Regions from separate parts of the Sus scrofa genome. Here region 2 is linked to region 1. A link is a contact called in public HiChIP or PLAC-seq data. All regions are on one chromosome and are shown on one strand. Each heading gives the region's core, a stretch centred on a gene start, on an enhancer-like site or on the middle of the called end of the contact. The rest is flanking DNA. Distances are from core to core; before and after follow the strand shown. Region 1 holds the start of ETFDH (electron transfer flavoprotein-ubiquinone oxidoreductase, mitochondrial). Region 2 holds the start of LOC110262100 (rap guanine nucleotide exchange factor 6-like).

The links. HiChIP or PLAC-seq counts read pairs in DNA pulled down with a chosen protein or histone mark.
Region 2: an H3K27ac HiChIP or PLAC-seq map of skeletal muscle shows a contact between it and region 1. The contact joins the promoter of LOC110262100 here to the promoter of ETFDH in region 1. A contact is called at or near these places in 1 of 47 Hi-C or Micro-C datasets (liver) and 1 of 2 datasets of contacts at active chromatin or transcription factors (skeletal muscle).

The regions. Positions count from the first base shown.
Region 1 is chr8:47,605,737-47,611,338 of Sscrofa11.1, forward strand. ETFDH (electron transfer flavoprotein-ubiquinone oxidoreductase, mitochondrial) reads left to right here and starts at 2,763. Exons shown (of 13, transcript XM_003129003.4): 1 at 2,763-3,237. The coding sequence starts at 3,204. It overlaps C8H4orf46 (renal cancer differentiation gene 1 protein), which reads right to left and starts at 2,813. Exons shown (of 2, transcript XM_005666666.3): 1 at 2,412-2,813; 2 at 1-1,179. The coding sequence starts at 2,594. The coding sequence ends at 1,024.
Region 2 is chr8:48,019,522-48,025,123 of Sscrofa11.1, forward strand. It overlaps LOC110262100 (rap guanine nucleotide exchange factor 6-like), which reads left to right and starts at 2,050. Exons shown (of 7, transcript XM_021101306.1): 1 at 2,050-2,203. The coding sequence starts at 2,135.

The DNA of each region.
Region 1 (5,602 bases), core at 1,513-4,012:
GGTGTAGGTCGCAGACGCGGCTCGGATCTGGTGTTGCTGTGGCTGTGGTGTAGGCCGGTGGCTACAGCTCCGATTCGACCCCTAGTTTGGGAACCTCCATATGCCGCGGGAGCGGCCCAAGAAATGGCAAGACAAAAAAAAAAAAAAAGAAAGAATTTAGGATTATTACTTGTAAAGCTCCAAAAGTAATAATACACAGCCATAATTCTGATAAGGCACTTTTAAAAGAGCAACCAAACATATAACAACATTGTATACAAGAAATTTCTGTAAAATCAGTTAACCTTAGAAATAAATAGGGGAAAAAATGTGCATTCTTTCAAGTCAAGTTTCATTTTCTTTTTTGAAAATCCATCAGAGAAGGGCAAAAAAATTTGTATTTTAAAAAGATGTTACTAGTTAAAGTTCAAATCCCTGTTAAAAAAGAGAGCAATAATGTTAATGTTTTTCTCCAAGTTAATGAGGTTCTGACTCAAATATTTCTTCAAGAAAAATTTATAATCTTCATGCTAAAAACAGGGAGAAAACGCTGCTTTTAACTGTATTGTCACTGAACATTTAGTGATTATTGTATAACAATGTTCTAGGTGCTGAAAATACAGAATTAAATAAGACACAATAACTGGTTCTACGGAAATTAGCCAAATAGAGCTGAGTCAAACAGTGATAAACCTTAAAGTCATCTCCTTTGTTCCAAAAAAATGAGGCTCAACTTCAAACTCTGCCATGCTTGGTATCTTCTTGCAAATCAAACAAATGGTCTATCTAGTTTGTGACTGGTAACACTGTGGCATTATATTATCTACTGATTGAATTAACTTTCATAAAAGATTGTGTGAAAGTTTAGCAGACATTAAGTATTTAAAGATAAATACTAGTCAGCATCAAAAATAACATTCTATTTTCACAAAATGAAGAAAACCAAGCAAAATTTCATTTTCATTTCACAGAACTGCTGGATTATCCTATCCATATGGTACATCTGCAAATATCGTGAGAACACATGGACTATTACATGGCAAGTCAGTTGTCAGCCTTCAAGGAATCATAGCCTTCTCTCAAGAGGTCCCGCCATGTTTTAAGGAAACGTGCATTTTCTGTACATTTGAAGGCAAGCTCTTCCACTTGAGCTGATACTGCAGATGTGGCTTCGAGAAGTTTGGTTAAGGAAAATGCTGCCTGAAATTTAAAAAAAAAAAAAAAGTCAAACAATATAAGTTGTTTTTTTTTTAATTTTCACCTCATTTTACAAACCAGTCTGAAAATAACAGAACCTCAAATCTGATGCCTCAAATTTAAAGTTATCTTCTTTAAAAGTTAAAAAAAAAATCTTAGAACTAAAATACTGGCTCTTTCAGGGAACCAAAGAAATTCGTTAATATGAAGTAAGCTTTGAGGAAGTAAGATGTGCTAGAAAGATATCCATTATGCATGAGAAATGACCAGTCGATACTTTTTTATTTACAAATCACTAGTCTGATTTAGCTCAACAGGAGACTTGGATCCCTTGACACAAAGTATCAGAAGGAGCTGAAAGACTCCATAAATAACGCTTAATACATGGGTAACAAGGGCATGGCTCCACTATTTTTACCCATGAACGCTGTAGACTATGAAAATGTATAGTCCAAAGAAGAGATGCTCTCAGCTTACAAATAACATCAACAAAATCAAAACAGGTGCAGTAGACAATCATCCCTTGGTGGAAAACTCCTTGATCAAATGCTTTCTTCGCCCACTACATGAAATAGCACTGTTCCTGGATAACACATCAGCACTCCATCCTACAGGGTCACTTGGAAGGAGCGGTGGGCGGAGGCGGGGGAACGAGAGACAGAGACAGAGAGACAGAGACAGAGAGTGTGTGTGTGCTCATGCGCTCCAGTAGCTGGGCGCCTGGAAATTGGAGATTCAACAGAAACCATCCAGACTAGGCATGCCAAGTGCTCAGAGGGAGAGGTCTTTGAACCGTTAGTGAAAGGAATCTGCACCATGGGGTGGTGACTAACCCGTCCTAATTGGATCTAGCGCACAGGACGGTGGGACAGATAATATCTGTCAGCTGACTCTGGGCAGGTGGCCAACTAGGACAGCAGTCCTTAAGTCCCCGGGTAAGAAATCACAGCCTGACCCTCAGCACCCAAGGACAGCAAAGGCGAAGGTGGGGGCGAATGAGATCTGTGTGGTTTCGGGTTACAGCGCGTGTTGGAAACCAGATGGCCAGGCACAAAGAAAACCGGGCGGGGCGGGGCGGGTGGAGGGACACCCCAATTCCCAACGCCTCAACTGGTACACCACATGGGGGAAGGGGCCTTGGGCGGCGTCGGACCCCCACCCTTCCTCACCAGCCCCCCTAGCTGGGCGCGGACCCCGTCCCTCCGGCCCCTCCCGGCCCCGCAGGCCACACCCACGTCTCCGATCTGCAGCTCCACCTCCTCCAGGGGGTCCACTGTCCGGCCGCTGCTCCTGCTTGGAACCGGCCATCCCAAACTCCCCGGGACGCCTGGGGAAGATGCTGAAGATGAGTTTGAAGAGGGAGAGGAGGGAGGCGGCGGGGGAGGCGAAGAAACCAGCAGCTCCTCAGGGTCCTCCATGGAGCCGGGCTGGGCGGCGGGACCGGACTTTGACAGCCGAACCGACACCAACTGTCTTTCAACCGCTCGCGCCCAAAGTCCAGCGACCCCGCCTCCTCTAGTCTCTCGGCGGTGGACCGCGAAGCCCAGTCATTTTCTCCGGACAGCCAATCAGAAACCAGTTAATTCGCCTTGGGCGGCTCTTCACTCCTGCGCAAACCCCCAGTCGGGCAACCTGGACTGTTGAGCCGAAGACTACAACTCCTAGAGTTCCGCGCACCGCCCCGCCTCCGCTTCTTGGCGCCAAGCGCGTTGCACCCTGGGATTTGTAGTCTTCGCTGGTGTCCTCTGCTTGCCCCGGGTGGAAGGGTTCCCTACCCTCTCCGTCTTGGTCTGTGACCCAGAAGTCCTACGGGCAGTCATATCGCGCGTGGCGCAGGCGCACAGCAAGAAAGAGGCGGCAGTACGGTGAAGCCAGAGTGGCCGGCTGAGTAGGGAGGCTGACTCCGCCTGAGACTTCAGTTGTCCCGGCGGGGATGGCGCCCCCCGCGGCCTAGTGGTCCCGTGCCCGGGCGAGCCCCAGCCGGGCCTCCTCCCTCGCTGTACGCCGGGGTCCCGGCTGCCGAGAGCATGATGGTGCCGCTGGCCAAGCTGGCCAGCCCAGGTGAGGAGGGGTCTGCGGGCGCGGGGAGCAAAGTCGAGGGTCTACGAGGGGCGCGCGGGACCACCGCTGGGGGGTGGAACTAGTTCAGAGCAAAGGGCGCAGGGTCGCCGCTGGGTTCCTCCCCTGGGCTTGTCTCAATTGGAAGAGTTGACAACTAGGACATAGGTCATGAATGCAGTGAACTTGTCAACACGGCTCCTGAGCGGAATCTCTCCAAGTCCTGGTGCAGACTCTTATCCCAAGCTCAGGTAATGTCTGTTGCCTTGTTGCAAATGAGTAAATTAACATTTGCACAGATTTTTTTTCCTTGGTCCTCACCTTACTTGTGTATTTGCAGTCATCCTACCCCATTTTAAGAATTCGAAGTCTAGGAGTTCCCTTCGTGGCTCAGTGGTTAACGAATCCGACTAGGAACCATGAGGTTGTGGGTTCGATCCCTGGTCTTGCTCAGTGGGTTAAGGATCCGGCGTTGCCGTGAGCTGTGGTGTAGGTCACAGACGCGGCTGGGATCTGGCGTTGCTGTGGCTCTGGCGTAGGCCGGCGGCTTCAGCTCTGATTAGACCCCTAACCTGGGAACCTCCATATGCCGGGGTGCAGCCCTAAAATAGACAAAAAAGAAAAAAAAAAAAGAATTCGAAGTCTAATGTGGCACATCATCATTAACATGTGTATGCTGCCTGAGTCATCAGACTATCTGGAGCCAGGAATTTTTCTACGTTGTCTAAAATTAACTCTAGGGGCTTATGGTGTTCTGTTTGCCCCTAGAACCATCCTGATGACTTGGTAAAATACCTCATTACCTCCTCTTTTTTTTTAAAAAAAAAAAAAAAAGTAGGATGCAGTTGGGTGGTTTGGGGGATTTTTTTGGAGGGGGTGGTTTATTTAAAAACAAAAGGTTTAAAGTTCAAAAAGTGTACTACAGGATCTTGAATTCTCTCACAACTGGTTTTTAATTTTTATTTAAATTAATTTTGGAGAGTTCCCATGGTGGCTCAGATGTAATGAATCTGACTAGTATTCATGAAGACACAGGTTTGATCCCTGTCCTAGATCAGTGGGTTAAGGATCAAGTGTTGGCATGAGCTGTGGTGTAGGTCACAGACGCGGCTCAGATCTGGTGTTGCTGTGGCTGTGGTGTAGGCCAGCAGCTACAGCTCTGATTTGACCTCTAGCCTGGAAACTTCCATATGCTGCAGATGTGGCCCTAAAAAAACTAAAAAAAGGAGTTCCCATCGTGGCGCAGTGGTTAATGAACCTGACTAGGAACCATGAGGTTTCAGGTTCGATCCCTGGTCTTGCTCAGTGGGTTAAAGGATCTGGCGTTGCCGTGAGCTGCAGTGTAGGTTGGAGACGCAGCTTGGATCCTGTGCTGCTGTAGCTCTGGCGTAGGCTGGTGGCCACAGCTCTGATTTGACCCCTAGCCTGGGAACCTCCACATGCTGTGGGAGCAAAAAAAAAAAAGCTAAAAAAAATTAAAATTAATTAATTTTTAGTTATGGAATAAATAAGTGTACATATTGGAAATTTAAGGATATTAATATTGTGTAAATTTCATGAAAGTAGAATTTTGTCAAATTTGGCCACCATATATTAAATAATTAGGATTTTGTTTAAAGTTTCTATTACTCATGCATGTATTACTACACCTACTATGTAGATACTGTTGACTGAAAAAAAAAGCACGACCTAAAATTTGAGAATTACGTTTTGTTTGGAAGACATACTGGAGACTTAGGCACAGGAGCTGGCCTCTCAGCTAGCTCTGAGGGACTGTTCTGAAGAGGTAAGGGAGGGACCAGGATACCTGGGGTGGGGGGGAACAAGGTGGGGTACTTGGAACATCAAAAGATTATTGTTAATTAAAGAAAACCAGACATCTCAAGTTAATGAATTTAGCACTTTTCTCTGTAGGGGAAGATGCATGAGTCTGGGCTCATTGGAATCATCCCTTTGATATGCACCTTAACTCCTAGGGCCAGTATCCTGTTTATCTCCATCCTGAATTAACTCAGGGTGAATGGTCAGGGGTGCCTGCAGTGACTGATGGCTTAATGGCAGCATATCCTTTGTTTATAGATATAAGGTGATGTTCTTTGTTCGTGGTACCTCCTTTTAGTCATAAATTCAGCCAATGTTTGGGAGTCATTTCATGACCAATTTTTGTCTGATAGCACTAGGAAGGCTCATTCCCAGATCAGTTGGAGATTCTGTTGATGGGTCACTCCATAGGTTACTCTTTGCGTCAGGGCCTATTGATAATCTAAAATTCTCGGGAGGGCCTGTTTATTATGCTAGTTTATTATCCAGGAGATGTTTTTCCTTGTTGCTACTCCCCATATTAAAAGTTATACTGTTGCAGTTCTTC
Region 2 (5,602 bases), core at 800-3,299, 410 kb after region 1:
CCCTATCCCAAGTACTTAAACTAGATGTTGCAAAAGCATGTTTGAAAATTTGAAAAAACTTCAGCGTGATGGTCATGAAAGTAACAATCTTCCTGTAAGTATGGCCTCCATACTGACAGCAAAGCATGAACTTATTGGGGGTTAGGGAAGAGGAGGCAGTTAAAAATAAAACCCTAGGATCAGAACTCCAGAGCCCGTGCAGCAGCTTGGCTGACCTTACACACCTTGACCTGGCTCAGCGAGGAGGAGGACGGGGGCGGGGTGGGGGGGAAGCAGCAGGCGCCGTAATATCTTTAAAGGGCTCTGTCCTAGAGCTCTCTGCACCAAGAGAGTCAGGCTTGGATCCGGTGTCTGGAGGTTTACCTTGCCTAATGAGAAGCCACATCTGCCAGTGTCTCTGATTATGCCACAGAACTTGCGGTCGGGGTCTCGCGCAAAAGACTGATCACCTTCAGATCTGGAGTGTGTCTGTCTGGGAGGTGTTTGGTCTAGTGTTGGAACTGGCATGTTTCCAGCTCCTTAGTTTCGTGGTCATTTAAGCGTCTGAAGGTGCCTGATGGGCACGGAAGACAGGAAGGGAACTCTTTCCCTGCATTAAGTTACAAATAAGCAAAATAAATCCTCTGAAGATTTACCGCTTTTGAAACAACTCGGGAGCCAAGCCTTAGGTTCAAAACGGATGCCCAGGGAGGCCCAAGCAGCGGGCCGGACTCCTGCTCCGGGTTAACTTTCAGCCCCAGCGGCCGAGGCCTGGCGCCAGGAGTCGTCTGCAGAGGCGACCAGACGCGGCAGGGTCCCTCGGGATCCGGGCTGGGGTGTGGGTAGGGGGCGCGGCGTGAGCGGGGGAAGGGGTGGGGAGCGGGGAGAAAGGAGCCTGTGCCTTCCGCCTGGGCGCGCCGCCTCCTGCAGGCCAGGAGATGCGGGGCCCTGTCAGCCCGGCCTCAAGGGGGACGACCCTTCGCCGCCCCGGGACGCTGAGCACCTGGACGCGGCCGAAAATGCCGCTCGGGAGTGAGGGCGCGGCCGCCTGGCCAGAGTCAGGGTGCGGAGGGCGGGACCCGGCGCCGCGGGCGCCCCGCCCCCGCCGACGCGGCGCACTCAGACTGGCCGCCGGTCCGTCACTCACGCTTCACCATGGTTGCAGCACAAAGCGACCGGCCCCGGAGGCCGCTTCCTCCCTGAGGAGCGGCTGGGCTGCCGTGAAGGCGCAGGAGGAGGAAGAGGTGGGGAAGAGGAGGGGAGTCGCCGCTTCCCAAACACTCTCCGGGGGGCTCTGCGCGACGCCCGCCGCTGGGAGTCCGGACCCGGCTGCCCGTGGCCCCTTCCCTCCTGCGCCCGTGCAGACCGGGAACAAAGTTGCCGAGAGAAAGCGGCCGAGGGCGCAGCCCGGCGGTGCTCTCTGGCCGCTCCGCGCGCGCCGATGGGGGGAGGCGGCGACGGCGGAGCGCACGGCGGCGGCGGCGGCTGAGGCGGCGGCAGCGGCAGCGGCGGCAGGGCGGCCCGAAGGGATGCAGCAGCAGCAGCAGCAACAGCAGCAGTCGGGGGGCACGGCCGAGCGCAGTAGACAGAGCCCCGGCGCGGCGGGGACGGCGGCCGAGGCCATCCCGCTTCGCAGAGCCCGGACCTGAGACGGCCCTCGGACGGCGGCCGCGGCGCCCCGGTGCCCGAGTGCTTCCAGCAGACCCGAGGCAGCGGCGCGAGCCCCCGAGAGAAGCCAGGGGGAAGGAGGCCTGGGCGCCCGTAGCCTCCCCTTTCACCGCCGCTCTAACTCCCTAAAAATAACTCAGGCCCGGCGGGGCCGGGAGGAGCCGCCAGAGTCCCCGAGAGGAGCCGGGGAGGCGTGTCGAGCCAGGGCCCGGAGGGAGCCTTGCCGGCCGCGCGGCACAGAGGAAGCAGAAGGTTCCCGGCCGCCCGGCGCCGCAGGGACCCTCGGGCCTCGTGCGCCCCCCGCCCCGCCGCGCGCCCCGGGCTCGGCCGCCCCGCCGCCGCCGCCGCCGCGGTTTGGCTGGTTGGCCAGAGGCGGGCGGGCGGAGCGCGCAGGGCGGAGGCGGCGGCGGCGGCAGCGGCGGCGGCGCTGGGCCGGGAGGAGGCGGCCGAGGGCGCGGAGCGGCCCTGCTCCCGGCCGCGGGGGGAGATGGCGTCCTACGTGGATAACAGCTTCCGCCAGGCGGTGATGAAAAACCCCGCGGAGAGGACCCCTCAGGTGAGCCCTGCGCCGGCTGCATCCTCCCTGCCCCCACCGCCGCGTCGCGGCTAGGTTGGCGCACCCGCGCCCAGGATCAGGACCCCAACTTGCAGCGGCATCCGGTCTTCATCTTACCCTGGCTATTCTGGCTGTATTTGCCCCCATTCTCGAGTCTTTCCTCTTCTCGCCGCCCTCCCCGTAACTGACCTGTCCCAGCGTTTGTCCCGCAGGGCAGGGCGGTCTCTCCCGAGTGTGCCCTCTTCACAGCCGCGCTCGGGCCTGTGAGTCTCTTGGAGTTGGGGTGGGAGTCCCCTCCCCTCGGCCGGCCACTTCTGCCACCTTGGCCGCAGGCTCCCTTCCTCCCGGGAATGTGGTCCTTTCTACCTTAAGAGTTGTTGGGTGTTTACATAGGTAGTGAGGAAACTTGTAGGGCTCTGCAAAAGACAGATCCGTGGTGGCCTTCTCAGGTAAAACGTTGAAATGTTTGTGTGTTTACTATTTTGCTTTTTTTGCCAAAGGGATGCTACTTTAAAAGGAGGGGGGGGGGAGTTGAATAGCTGGGTTTGTGCTTTTAGTTTCAATTGCAGACAGAGCTGCAGAGCAGGCATATTCAAATACCACCCCCCCCCCCGCCCCCGGGAAGGGCGCCCTGCGGATTCTTTCGGTGTTGCACAACCTTGTCAAAATTAGATAAGTTTGTTAACCTTTATACATTCGTGTACCTTCAGGCTTATTTTTCTGTGGCTTGAAATGGAAGAATTGATGATGGTGTTGGATTTTGTCGTCTCAAGTTGGACTAGAGAGGAGGACATTTTTTTAAAAATGTGGTTGTTTGATTTTTCTGCTTTTAGTTGTTGACTGGATAATGACGCATGTTCCTAAGCTTTGGGATGGTGACTACAGGGGATCCTGCTGCCAACCGTCTTAAGACAAATAAGCCCTCCTGATCCTTGGTCCATCAGACACTGAGCATCTAAGGCACGAAAGAGTTGCTTCTCTTGTTAGGTGTTGGATGCCATCTGTTCAAATCCAAATGCTCTTCTTCTCTTCCATTGATTGTGCTTATTTAGTGTGGGGAGAAGAGAATAACGTAGAATCTTCCGCTGGCTGCCTTTGGACAAGGCCCAGGAATGACACCTGGTACCGTTTTTTGATGTTTCATTTTTTTTTTTTTTCTGATGGAGCGGTCTCATCTGGGGATTGTAGATAGATTGCACATATTTACCCAACGTGTGGAAGCTGGGTGATCATTTTACAAGAAAATTCATTTCACAGTGTCCCCAGAAAGTTCATATTTTAAAGGGTTATTTTATTCTAAACAAAGAATGTCCTGCTTTGATCTTGTGACACTGCCTGTCCTGTGCCTTCCTCATCTGCTGTTTTACACTTGTCAATCTTCTGCATCTGAAATGCACGTTCCCAGTCACAGTGTGTTGGAAAAGCACATTTCAGTGAAATATTTTGGTGCCTTTCAGTGTTAGGGGTGCCAAGTGAAATTGCACATGCTGAGAATATTAGAACCTAACAAGGCCAGTCAGAAAATGATGTCAGAGGCCTTTGGTGGAAATTGGGGGGAGGGGGTATCTTAGGTTGGTTGGTTAGAATAGTAATGACTGGAAACCTAGTGTCAGGTGGGTGGGAGGGGGAGGGTCACTAAACAAGACCAGAAGAGACAAAACCTCCACTGTGACGGCATCTGGATTGTGCCAAAGAAATGAACTGTTAAACTTTCCTGTTTCCGTGCCAGTTGTGGAGAATAGATTGCAAACCGACCAGCATAGAACTTGGCCTGAGTCAGAAGTGGGCCAGTTACTAACACCACAATGGGACAGCTTCACGAACAGTCTGAAAGCCCCACACTTCCCACCAAACCTTCATAGAAAAGTAAACCTAGAGAAACCTACCAACATTGTGAACATTCCTAAGTGTCTGCCCTGTTAACTTTGATGCTCATTTGGTTATTACTAGTGCAAACCCCCATGTTTATTTAGTATTGCTTTTAAAGAGAAAGTAGTGAAAATGTAAATGTTTTCCATCTTTACCTGGCTGGTCAAAAATGATCTTGTAAAAGTTATTACTCAAAAGTATAAAAAAAAATGTTTTGGTAGCAGGTGTCTTTTCTGTTGAGTGCTTTGTGACTGCAAAGGCTGGAAGTTTTTCTGTACTGTCTTATGAGTGCTTGAGCATTAGAATTTTATAATATAAAAAGCAGAGTTCTTAAATAAACTTGATATGACCAGAAGGGTATGAGTTAGGAAAGTTTTGCTGTCATGCTTCCTTCTGTTGTTCAGGATAGATTTGGTCAAGGAGTTTGTATGGTTCTCATGACAGGGAAAAGAAAGGTGTTTTGAAAGACAAGAATAGAGGGAAAGAGGTAAAATTATTTTTTGTTGAATTTATCATTTTTTTTTTTTTAATGCTAGTTTCTCTGTCAGACTATGAAGACATAGTTTTGTACTAGGTCAATCGGATGCCTAGAAGTAATCATGGTGTCACTAGTGTAACCTAAGAAATTAGTGTGAAGGGAATCTGGGGCTAGGGAGCACCTCAGTGTAAACAGAGGGGCTTTGAAAATTATTATAAAATTAGGAAGCTTTTCATGCCCCCTCGGGAAAATGGAAACTCATTTTGCCATTTATTTAGACACATCACTGGAGGGGAAGATGGTGGGGGAAATAACTACAACAAAAAAAATTGTCACCCGAATTAATAACCACATTTCACAATTCAGATTTTTCACCTGAGAGTCTGAGAGGAGGGAAGAAGTATTGTGTGTGTCTGGAAAGTGGCTAAGGTCTTGTCAATGGAGCACTGTATTCTTGGTAACAAACCTCCTTGAAAAGAAGGAACGTTAAGCATTCTATTGATATTTTTCAGTGCACCTCTGTTGGAAAAACAGGACTCTTAAGTAATTGCTTTATTAAACTATTTGGGTTTATGTCTTTAACCACTTAAATAGGAAGCTTGGTCACCTAAGCAATTTAGTGAAGTAAAAGACAAATAAATTACAAACAGCTCCCCCTCTCCCAAGGCTTGAAACAATAAAATGTTTTTGCTAAACGATTTTATTAACTTACTGAGTTCAGCCCTTTCAGATTGCTTATGTAGAATGTTTAAATGCCAGTATTTGGTTTCTCAGGTGAAACAGAGAATTGCAGAATTGTTTCTTCTACTTTCAAGCTCTAAGAGGTTGTATTTTTAGGTGGTTATAAAAGTTACTTTTTAAAACGGTTTGTGTAAAGCAGCTCCCACCTCATCTCTTCCTGGTTAATAATACTTTGTTCTTCGCTAATGAAAAAAATTTTCTTTTCTTTGTTATTTAACTTTTTGATTTAGTAGCTAATTTATGAATTTGTCTTTGGAGAGCTCCTAACAGTACAAGACTGAATTCTTTGCAGTTACTCAGTAGAATATGTC